Linked DNA regions of Mus musculus: regions 1, 2 and 4 are each linked to region 3. The links are chromatin contacts, called in public promoter capture Hi-C maps. All regions are on one chromosome and are shown on one strand. Each heading gives the region's core, a stretch centred on a gene start, on an enhancer-like site or on the middle of the called end of the contact. The rest is flanking DNA. Distances are from core to core; before and after follow the strand shown.

What was found. Promoter capture Hi-C pulls out the DNA fragments that hold promoters and counts their contacts. Capture Hi-C pulls out chosen DNA fragments and counts their contacts.
Region 1: a promoter capture Hi-C map of erythroid cells shows a contact between it and region 3, with 60 times the contacts expected there. The contact joins the promoter of Abcb7 here to the promoter of Zdhhc15 in region 3. A contact is called at or near these places in 3 of 39 promoter capture datasets (erythroid cells, hippocampal neurons and pre-B cells), 10 of 484 Hi-C or Micro-C datasets (CD4 T cells, the HL-1 cell line, the N1E-115 cell line and 5 more), 1 of 115 datasets of contacts at active chromatin or transcription factors (memory CD8 T cells) and 1 of 9 other capture datasets (embryonic stem cells).
Region 2: a contact with region 3 is called in a promoter capture Hi-C map of pre-B cells. The contact joins the enhancer-like site here to the promoter of Zdhhc15 in region 3. A contact is called at or near these places in 7 of 39 promoter capture datasets (the 3T3-L1 cell line, 3T3-L1-derived adipocytes, the C10 cell line and 4 more) and 1 of 9 other capture datasets (adipose tissue).
Region 4: a contact with region 3 is called in a promoter capture Hi-C map of adipose tissue, with 5 times the contacts expected there. The contact joins the promoter of Nexmif here to the promoter of Zdhhc15 in region 3. A contact is called at or near these places in 11 of 39 promoter capture datasets (the 3T3-L1 cell line, the C10 cell line, the SN4741 cell line and 7 more), 6 of 115 datasets of contacts at active chromatin or transcription factors (astrocytes, embryonic forebrain, embryonic stem cells and 1 more) and 3 of 9 other capture datasets (adipose tissue, embryonic stem cells and macrophages).

The regions. Positions count from the first base shown.
Region 1 is chrX:104,412,530-104,415,276 of GRCm38.p6, reverse strand. It overlaps Abcb7 (ATP-binding cassette, sub-family B (MDR/TAP), member 7), which reads left to right and starts at 1,431. Exons shown (of 16, transcript NM_009592.1): 1 at 1,431-1,620. The coding sequence starts at 1,453.
Region 2 is chrX:104,996,871-104,999,721 of GRCm38.p6, reverse strand. No RefSeq gene overlaps it. Among named protein-coding and RNA genes, the nearest start is that of Gm33486, 5.6 kb to the left of the region's middle. Within about 2 kb of position 1,276, at least 3 of the 459 cell types and tissues checked have an H3K27ac peak or open chromatin away from gene starts, as enhancers often do. A contact at or near this core is called in pre-B cells, where this site is marked.
Region 3 is chrX:104,669,713-104,672,412 of GRCm38.p6, reverse strand. It overlaps Zdhhc15 (zinc finger, DHHC domain containing 15), which reads left to right and starts at 1,349. Exons shown (of 12, transcript NM_175358.4): 1 at 1,349-1,749. The coding sequence starts at 1,614. It overlaps Gm39530 (a long non-coding RNA gene), which reads right to left and starts at 2,593. Exons shown (of 3, transcript XR_003953044.1): 1 at 2,254-2,593.
Region 4 is chrX:104,199,781-104,202,482 of GRCm38.p6, reverse strand. Nexmif (neurite extension and migration factor) reads left to right here and starts at 1,299. Exons shown (of 5, transcript NM_001077354.3): 1 at 1,299-1,850.

The DNA.
Region 1 (2,747 bases), core at 182-2,681, 260 kb after region 3:
GACAAAATTGCCATCAAGAGTTTCTGTTCACCCTGTTCCATCTCCTACTATTTTGCCATCAAGAGTTTCTGTTCACCCTGTTCCATCTCCTACTATTTTGCCATACACTTTCTGGACTCCTGAGCCTGAAAGTTTTCTTATGAATTCCTTCTTTTCATATAGCCATCTTCTTTACATGTATGGAGGGATAGTCAGCCTCTTTAATCTGAAATTCTAATTATCTTCTTCCCCAGAAACCTGGTGAGTGATATGGATCTCAGAAGAAAGTGAAGCTAGCTGCATGGGCCATATATATCTTTTGTCTTTTGTCATGACATCTCTCATTAGTTTATAATGCTTCTACAGAATTAATTCAAGATTACTTACCTGCCTTGTGTAAAAGGTTTGAAAATGAGCCTGGTGTAGTTATGCCTGCTTTTAATTCCAGCAATCCAGAGGCAAGGACAGGGGGACATTGGAATTTGAGGCTAGCCTGGTTTGCATAGCAAGTTCCAAGTTCCACAGTAGCCAGGCCTTTATAAAGAGAAGGGAGAGAGAGAGAGAGAAAGAGAGAGAGTGGGAGAGAGAGAGGGAGAGAGAGAGAGAGAGAGAAGTGTTTAAGGAGAGATTTTTGAGAATGCATTAATGAAATTGTACCTTCTTGACTCCAGGTTTTCAAGTAGCATTTATATTTGGAAATTGTTTCCCACCCAGATACTTGTAAACATATTTCCATGGTATTTGGTTTGATTATAGTGCTGACAAAATAATACAAATGTGTCTTTAAATATGCAGTTTACTATATAACATGTTCACTTACCATCCACCTAGCAGTTTTTAAATAAGGGACTCTGAAGAAACCAAAGGGAAGAGCTACAAGGAGGCAAATTAATGGAATGAAATATGTGTGTACCCCGAGAGCTCCTTGTCCCAACAGCAAAAGACCAAAGGCAAATCAGGAAAATAAAAGGTTTTACAATGAAGGCGGCGACTCTCACTTGTGAAGCCTTCTCCAGGGGAAAACTTGTCTGTACTTTAATCCTCAACGTTAATGCACAGGGAGAATGAGAGTTATGCAGAGTGGAGCATGGCATTGAGTTGGAGACAAGAAAGGAATCGAATGGCAGACAAGATAGGGTTGTCATATTTACCAAAGCAACACTTGGGACATAATTATCCCAATCATTTGTTTTTTATCTGAAATAACATTTAAGTGGGTAATCCTGTATTTTATCTGGCAACGCTAAGAGAGAAGAACAATGGTAGTCTGATGGTCTGGGCTGTGCAAGAAAAAGCCCGAGTCACTGGGGGGAAAAAGAGTAAAGCTCTACTTAAGCACAAGCATCTTCAGACACAAGCTATTTCCGGTGTCGGGCGCGAGCGGGGGGAGGGGAGAAAGCAATGAAAGCCGCGGCACTCAGTCCGCCGGCGTCCCACAATCCTCCTCTCTCGGTTCCTTTTTCCTCGCTCAAGATGGCGCTGCTCGCGATACATTCCTGGCGCTGGGCAGCCGCGGCGGTCGCTTTCGAAAAGCACAAGCATTCGGCAGTTCTGACCCGGGCTCTAGTCTCCATGTGCGGCTCAGGCCCGCGATGGAGTTCGTCCCAGCGCGGCGCGTCAGGAAGCGCTCGGCTGTCCCAGGTGTGTGGCCGCGCGCTTGGGAGAGCAGGGTGAAGGACAGGGGAACCTGGTAGGGAAAGGGTTGCCCTTGTGACCTCAGGTCAGAGGGAGCGCGCCTAAGGAAGATTGTCAGGGCGAGCTCAAGAGTGGCGGCGAGGGTAGGAAGTTAGGGTTAGGAATTGGAGGCGGAGAGGAAGAACACGTTTGGGGACAGCAGAGAGCCGGGAGGTTTCAGGCACGGGGCACCTGCAGTGCCGGCGTCCTGTAGGGCTTTGCCGCTTGTTTTCTAAGTGGGTGGCAGACGGGGCTGCTTCCAAAAGTTCCTCGTGGAATTTGGTGCTGAGCGGCCCGTGCTTCAGAGTGTACTAAAGCGGGAGTATGCAATTGCGAGTGCACTTCAACAGGACAGAACGCCACCTATAAACAAGTAGCACATTTAATTGGTACGTTAACTCCCTCAACTGACAGGCGAGCTCCCTCGGAGGCAAAAACCATAATTATCCTTTTCTCCAAAATGTACACTGCTCGAAGACAGACGCTTTGTTATCTTTTGCTATGACTATTCAATTACGTTCTTTGTGCATTCCCTTAGTGTGGCAGTGATTATGCTACCTTGGAATATTGGCTACCATTAGCTCATTCAATAAGAGTTTGTTTTAAAAAATCGTCTGTGGTACTTGTACTTCAGTTTGTGGTTTTTTTTCCTCATATATTGGCAATATTTTAATTGCCACCACGTGTTCGTCAGTATAACCTTAACATACTGTCATTTTTGTTTGGAAAGCAGTTTCTTAAATTATGACTCCCTGTCAACAAATATTTAATGTCTACTACTACTATAATCATAAACACTGTTTAGATAACAGAAGTCAAGAGAAGCATACAGTTAGGCCTTCAAGGGTTGAGGTTTGGTTTGGTTTTTACAGACAAGGTCTTGTTTTGTAGTCTCGTTAGGCCTTGAGTGTGTGATCCTCCTGCTTCAGCCTACCGAGTACTGGGATGACAGGCATAAAGTGACAAGGATTGTACAATTTTTAAAATTGAAAAATATTTGAAATCGACAAATAATTGTGTATATTTGTGGAGTGTGGTGTGATATTTAATACATGGATGTAAGTGATCAGTTTAGAGTAATTGGCATAGTTTGC
Region 2 (2,851 bases), core at 27-2,526, 330 kb before region 3:
ATCTCTTTGACTCCTTGGCTTACCACTTTCCAGGCTTTCAGCCCTTTCATGGAAGGGAATATGTAGTCACACCAAGGCAGTCAGGAAGCCAAGAGAACATGTCTGTGCTCTGGGCTTTCTCTTTTTCTTCTTTTATTCCACCTGATCCCAGTCTGCACCCCACATTCAGGTTAGGAAGCTCAATTTCACTGTTGTAATTATTTTCCCTTCTACCTCCTCCCTTAATTAATCCTATTTGGAAACAGCCTCAAAGGTATACCCAGAGGTGCACTTTACTAGTCTCCTTGGACTTTACCTATCCAACAGACAAAATGAACCATCACACAAGAGGGTGATGCTTCCTTCCTCTTTGAGAATTGTGGACACTCAGAGCATAATCTGTATTCTGATAATTACAATATGGTATTAAGGTATTGCTGACATTTTATGTAAATCTCTGTATAAAAATTTCCAAATATAAAATATCAAATCATATCATATGTAGGTTTTCTAATCACTCTAAGTTAAAATTAAATAACATTAAAGGTGTTTATAATATACTCTGGATATATTTATTATTCTCTCATTACTGTTTTTTCAACTGTATTATTTAAATAGTTTTTGTGTGCTTGAATTTAACTTCACTTAAATGCATTTTTTTTAATGGATGGACAGAATTCTATCCCTCGCAAATTCATAAGGTGAAGTCCTATCCCCCATCAACTCAGAATATGATTGAGTCATGTGGATGGCCCAAATTCTGTAAGACCTGTGTCCTTACAAGAGAATATTAAGACACACACGCATATATATGTGTGTGTTCATAGAGAATACCCCATATGATGGCACAGCGGGATTATGGCCATCTGCATGTGTGGAGAGAGGTCTCAGAAAAAACTAAAGTGACCAACACCTGAATCCCAGCATCTGCCTCCCCTTTTTGAAAGCTGATAATTTTTTGCTGTTAACTCACCCATCATGATGTTTTTGTTATGACAGAGAAGTAAGCTAGAACACTTTTCAAATTCACATATGCTACTTGCATAGTAACATGGCCAATTTTCTTGGTATTATTTAATTTTAGCATGTGAGCTATCAAAGTCCACAAGAATTCTACTTTGTTTTCATTGGAAGCTATGCCCTTCATATAAAACTCCATAGGTTATCTTCAGGAACCCCTTTCTCCTGTTAGTAGACTGTGGAAGATGTAAGAAATTGTGGCAAAATGGAGAGAGGTCCCATCCTACCCTCATCTCCGCAACTGTTCAAGCAGAGAATGCAGCTTGTTTCTCTCTAGTCACGCTGAAAAACCACTTCCTGGGAACTGGCGATACTGGGTGAGAAGACAGAGAAGGTTGGTCATTAATGTGCTGGCTTGGGTCACTACGAAGTCTTTCAAGCCCCTCTGCACCCGGAGGTCATTTTCCTTCTTGGTAGTGCCGCTGTTTTCATAATTGCTTCCTTCTTTGACCTTTTCCTCTAATAAACTGAATTTGGAGTTAGACTCCTCAGTGTGTCCCCTTCAGGGTCCTAGGTTTTTTCTTGTTTACCCAGTGCACATGAAAATGTTATAAAATAACACTCAAACAGAATGTGAAAGGAATAAGATTTTTAGTTAGAAAAGTAGAACACCAGATAGTGATAACTCAAGAGGCTTTTAGCCTCAGGTCTCTAATTATTTTTCTGGTCTCTGTTAGGTTTTTCTTTTTTCTTTTTAGTACTGGCAAAACAGAGTCTGTTTCTGTAATCCCCATCCACAACATTCATCTGCATTACGAAGAAATTACATAAAATATGTGAACACAGGAAAAAAAACCAGTTTATTTAGTTTTTACCAAATCTAGTGATAGCCATTTCTGTTGGATCTCAGCCTTTCCCATAGGACTGCTACAATTTACAGGTGTAATGAAACAAAAGCCAGAAAAAACGCCTGTGTAGCTGTAGTATCCTTATTGGACCTAGGAAACCAGCCTTTCTCCCAGCTCGGGGAGTCAAATGTTCTAGGGCTAGAGCATTCAGAAGGGGTTTTAAAGGCATCATAATATAATTTAGACTTTTGCTGGGTGATTTTTTTTAAAACAAGACTCTGGATTGGGTGCTATAAAGAAGCAGAGATTAATGGATGGTTATATATGTTAATATATCTTATAGAGAGAGCTGACTAGTCTGGGGCTGAAGTTGAATTGTAATTGGTAAAGAATAAGAATCATTCATCTATTAACTGAGGGAAGGAGTTTTAGTATTTCATAGGTTACAACATTTCCTTGTATTTCCTTGTGGTTAGGCAAATTTACAGAGCAGTCTTGTCCTCACATTCTTTTTTCAAAAAGGCCTTATCTGGTGCTGATATTTTAGGAGCTACTTTATGTCTGCTAGAGAGTAACTCGGCCTTGCTATGAGCACTAGGAAAGCTTTCAACAGCTGTCAGGCCAATGTTTGATTATTAGGGACTGATTTTTCTTACTCATGTTTAAACCAGTACAATAACAACATCAAAAAGCAATGCAATTTTAGAATGGGGCACAGAAGCAAATAGAGTTCTCAGAAAATGAAATACAAATGACTGAGAAGATTTAAAAAATGGTCAGCACCTTTAGAAACACTTAAAAATGCTCAACATCTTTAGAAACACTTAAAAATGTTCAATCACTTTAGGCATCAGGAAGATGCAAATTAAAACAACATTGACATTTCAGCTTACCCCAGTCAGAATGGCTAAGATCCAAAAAAGAAAGAAAAAGACTATAAATGTTGAAGTAGATGTGAAAGGGGGGCACTTACTGCTTGTGGGAGCATGAACTGGTGGAGCCACTATGTAATCAGCTGTAGGTTCCTCACAAAGCAAAACTTAGATCTACCATATGATCCAGCT
Region 3 (2,700 bases), core at 100-2,599:
TGCCCTGCTCCCCAACCCACCCACTCCCGCTTCCTGGCTTATAAAACCTCTTGCTCTCACACAGCAGTCACACTGACTGTAAATCAAAACTGGATCTCAGCAAAAGTCTCTTCGTGTACTAGACCTTTGGAAACCATTAGATCAATGAGTATGAAATATACAAACGACCATAATAATAGAACTGTGGTAGGTACTTGTGTCAAAACAACAGCCTGTTGCCTTAAGGAGGACATGAGCTTCTTCGTGACAGTCCCCTGGTTTGCCATTCTTTATTTATACTAATGTTGACTTAATAGAAAGTAACGACTTGCCTCCTGATTGGTCCCCCTGCTCTCAGACCGGCTTCCTTAGTGAAATCCAGCTTACTGTTTTACATTAGTATCACTGTGACTCTATTCCATTGCCCCCCGCCCCCCGACCTTTGCTGACTGTTTTCCATCTGCTCTACATAACTGTGTCCCTGACAAGGCATCCAAGAGCATTCACATCCTTGCTCCAGCCTGTATTTTCAGTCCTCACTCCCATCCTCTTCACATAAACTCTCTTCAAGGTACAGCAGCTGGTCTTGGAACACTTTAGAATTGTCATGTCATGCCTTTTCAAACACGTTTCTGGTCTGAGAGGTCATCAATCCTCTTCTGCCTGAAAAATGCTTTTTTTTTTTTTTTTTTTTGGTTTTTCGAGACAGGGTTTCTCTGTATAGCCCTGGCTGGCCTCACTCTGTAGACCAGGCTGGCCTCAAACTCAGAACTCTGCCTGCCTCTGTCTCCTGAGTGCTGGGATTAAAGGCATGTGACACCACCACGCCCAGCTGAAAAAAAAAAAGTGCTTTTATTAATAAAGCTTAAACCTTTAGAGAGTTCCCTGAGCCCAGAATCATTATGGCCTTCACTTGATTTCTGCACCATTGTGTTTATTCTGAAAATACACTAAGCTAATTCTGCAGGGGGTACAGAGGGTGGAAGGAGTGCCCTGTCAAGGGATGTACCCCAACAGAGACTGCAGCACTACGTGTTAAGCATACTGTTCAAGTAGCAGTGGGAGGATGGAGATGGATGACCTTTAATTCATGAGGTACTACTGTGCTGTGTGCATCTTTTGCACAGTGCCTTTTTGTACTTGTGTGTCTGGGGGTTGGGACAGCAAAGAAAAGGAGATACAGGGGAAGGAAGAGGGGAGAAACCAGAACTGAAGAGAAGGTGGATGCAGTGCAGTAAAGGCAGATGGGCGGACCCACATTTCTTGGGTTTTACATTTGGCGGAGGCCCAGCCCAGCAGGCTCAGAGGAAGTGGTTGGGGGTTGGGGGTTGGGGGTAGGGGGCGAGAGGTGGAAAGGGGGAGGGGCTGCAGTCCCTGTGAGTCCTGCGGCCTGGACTGCTAGGCAACCACCTTCTGCCCCACCTCAGCCGGTTCCTGTAGCTGTGACTCAGGCCAGCGGTGCCAGACGGGGCGCGCTGGGCAGTGCAGCCCCACAGGTGGCAGCGGCTCGAGGACGGTTCCCGCCAGGCTAAGCAGTGGAGCGCCGCACAGCGCGCCTTCCCGCCTCCCAGCCGCCGCCCAAGCAGATCCCGGCCGGCGCCAGCAGGCCTGCTCGGTCGATCTTCGAGCCGAAGATGCGGCGGGGCTGGAAGATGGCTCTGTCTGGGGGGTTGCGGTGCTGCCGCCGGGTACTGTCCTGGGTGCCAGTGCTCGTTATTGTCCTCGTCGTTCTCTGGTCCTACTATGCCTACGTCTTTGAACTCTGCCTGGGTAAGTGGGGCTGGCCACATAAACTGGGGAAATTATGCTCCAGCACAATCGTCTGCCTTATCCTTCATACCGATGTCCCCAGTGAGCTCAGCCCTCACCCTGCGGCTTTTCCCTTCGCGCCCTGAAAAACTCCCAGTTTCCAATCTTGGGCTTCTCACAATATCTCTCATGCGCCGTCCCACGAGGGTCCCACCACGTCGCCATCTCCTCTCCCCTGGGTTTTCTTACTTCCTTGCTCTACCCTCGATAATTCCCTGACTCTTTCTACCAGGACCCCCTTTCCCAGTACAGGGTAACCACTTAAGCTGTACTGCCTGGCAACCACCTTCTGAGCCCACCCTACCAATTGAGGAAGCACCATACTCCATGTCCTTAAAGTGCCTGCTCCACCAAAGCATCCAACTAAGGGCCCCACCATTTCCCCCTCCTACTATGATTCCTTCCATGCTGGGGATTCCCTCTAAGGGATCCCAAAATAATTCCTGTCCTCTTCTATTAGCTCACCTTTTCTCCACTTTGAGATCCATACCTTCTCTCTGCAATCTTCAAACACAAGCTGAGAGGTTTCACATCTCCTCCCCACCCACTTCTGAACCTCTCACATCAGAACATTCTGTTCTCACTTTTTACACAGGGCTAAGCCCTCCGTCCATTCTTTCTCTGAGATCCAAGAGAGCACGCACATGTGTGCACACATGCAACATACACACCACACACACACACACACACACACACACACACACACACAGAGAGAGAGAGAGAGAGAGAGAGAGAGAGAGAGAGAGAGAGAGAGAGGAGTGCTTCATATGTTTGCCTTCTTATGACTCCTCAGTCTGTGTGTTCTACCTCACATTTCACACAATGGTAATAAGGTTTCCCCCCTTCTTTTCCTGTGCGCTTCCCTCATTTTCAGAGCTCCTTTTGTGGTGTGGGGGTTCTATACAACACTCT
Region 4 (2,702 bases), core at 50-2,549, 470 kb after region 3:
ACCCCTGTATCTTTTACTTTGCCTTGAAAAATCTCTCCCCCTACCCTCCTGACCCATACACATTATCCATGTCTGTGCTGTTTCTGGGGAGGGGTTAGGTGACAGGCTAGAGGCCCTGGGAAGGGTTAGAGGACTTACACACTGCAGATCTCGAAGTCTGACCTTAGAAAATGAGGCTGTAGGGTGGAAACAGAGAAATCTGAAATTGAGCTCTCCATGACTGGGAAGCTGGGTTGTGGCAAGGACTTGCTGGAGCAAGTGCACACAAAGTAGCTAGCTTTATTCTCTCCGCTCTAGCGTCAACACTTAATCGTTCTCCCTGGTTTCTAGTGGCACTGACCGTGGCTCTCAGGCCCCAACCCTACACCCTGGGCTTCATTGAATACTACGTGTTCCCCGGTGGGTCGCTTTCCATTCCTGTACTGTTGATTCCCAGGGCGTCAAAAGGGAAATGACCACCTAAGGAATTTTCCTGTGACAGCAGTCAGATCCCATTTCCTTCCCGGCCATATTCAGAATCCCTTTTTCTCTCCTTCACTTCCTAAAAAAACTCATCCCTTTCCAATTCTCTGCCTTGTTACAACCCTTCCAGCACAATCCACCTTCCCGGGGCTTGGGGCCTGAAGTTAAGGGTAGGTTGGATGGATAGAGGCTTAATACATGGAGCCATTCAGATATTCTTCCTGAAACTTCAGAGCGCCCCTCTCTGAACACATAACTGCCTTCAAAGGCGTGGGAGAGTGGTGTCCGGCTGCGTGTCTGCTAGGGGAAGAACAAGCCAGCAGCGCCGTGGACTGGGCGGGCTGCGAGAATGTGAGTGGGGGGCGGGGTGGGGGTGGGGAAGGGGGGTGCGCGCCCTTTATGACAGGTGGCCGCGCAGTGCGCGCTCCCGGACGTCTGAGGGGACCGCCGGGAGGGACAGACAGACAGACAGGGTGGGAGGGGGCACACACGAGGAAGGGACCGCAGAGAGGGTAAGGAAAGAGAGAGCAAGATAGGGAGGGCTGTGGTGGGGAAGGAGGATAGGGAGGGGAACGCGTCCAACAAGAACTGCTGTGTTGGAGGAAACAATGGCAGGGGCAATAGCGATGGTGGCAGCCGAGGCAGCCCCACTCTGGGCACCTTTCTGAATGGGCAGAGGCAGCTCTGGAAGCAGAAGAGAGCAGGCAGAGCCCGCAGAGGCTCTGAGCCAAGCAGCCCAGGGAGGAGAAGGGGGAGGAGGAGGAGGAAGAGGAGGAGGAGGAGAAAGGGGGGAGGAGGGGGCCGAGGCAGGGGGGGAGAACCCGGGAAGGAAAACCAGTAGCATCAGCAGCAGCAGCCACCGCCGCCGCCACCACCACAGCAGTGGCAGTAGCGGCAGTGGCAGCGTTTAGCAGTAGTGTTCCCAGCGCTAGCGGCAGTCGCAACCGCCCTCCGCGTCTCCGTCTCGCGGACAGCCGCAGCCACCGCGTGCAGAGCGGGCTCCGGGCACCGCCGCGCGCAGCCGGCGAGCCGGGCAGTGCTGGCGCGGGCGAGCGGCGCGGTGAGAGGAGCGCTGTCCTGGGAGCCGGCGGGCGGCTGTGGAGCCTCTGAGTTTCGGCGCCCGAGCCCGACAGCTCTGCCTCCATCTAGTGCGGCGGCTGCGGCGGAGCCAGAGTGAGCGAGCGGAGCGAGGCGCGTCCACCTGGCGGGCCCCGCGCATGGAGCAGAGGCAGAGGAGACGGCAGTGAGCGGGAGCAGCGGCGGCAGCTCTAGCAGCTCCGGCGACGGCGACGGCGGCGGCAGCCCAGCCTTGACTGCGACCGTCCCAGCTCGGGACGCCGGCAGCAAGGACCCACCAGCGACGTGCGCCTCGGGAGGCGGCCTGCGAGGTGAGTCTGAGCGCTGCCATGCAGCCTCCCCCATCCCCCCCGGGCCTTCTCCCTGGCTCCCCGGGCCGGCTGGAGCCGGCGGGCGGCAGCTGGGGGTGGGGGTGGCGGCTGCGAGGAACCGAGGGCTAGCCGAGCGAGGAGCCGAGCAAGGGATGCCGGCGGGGAGAGCGTGTGTGTGTGTGTGTGTGTGTGTGTGTGCGCGCGCGTGCGTGTGAGTGTGTGTGAGTGGGAGAGTGTGCGAATGGCGTGCGGGTGCTGTCTGTGTGCGGGAGGCAGCGAGGCCGCCGGGGCGAGGGAGCCTGGCTCGCCCGCCGCTGCCGCCGCCGCTGCCGCCGCCGCCGCCGCCGAGCGTGCGCTGCAATCTAGGAAAGGCCTGTGTGCCGCCGCCGGGGGAGGGGGAGGGGAAGGGAGCGGGCCGGAGCCGCCGCCACTGCCGCCGCCGCTCACACACGCCTGCCTGCCGCAGGGCAGCGGCCGCTAGCCGCCTGCCACCTCCCATCGGTTCGGTGACCCCGGGGGAACCTCGGGCGTCTGGGGAAAGTGGCACGGCCCGAGGCACGCGTCCGAGGGAGCGGGAAAACGTAGGCACGCGGCGGGCGCCGGCTGGCGTCCCGGCCGAAGCTGCAGAGGTGCGAAGGCGCCGCTGGCCGCCGTACGGACGCCTCCCCCGCCCGAGGCTCCCGCGCGCCCCAGGCGCCTCTGGCCACCCCGCGGTGGCACGGGCGGCTCGCAGCACCCGCTCCAAGCAGCCGCCGCTGGCGACCGACGAGAAGTTAGGGGCCCGAGCGAGCCTCGCCCAGGCTTGTCACCTTTGCAGGAAATTGGCCCGCTGCCCTTTCCCGCTCTCCCTTG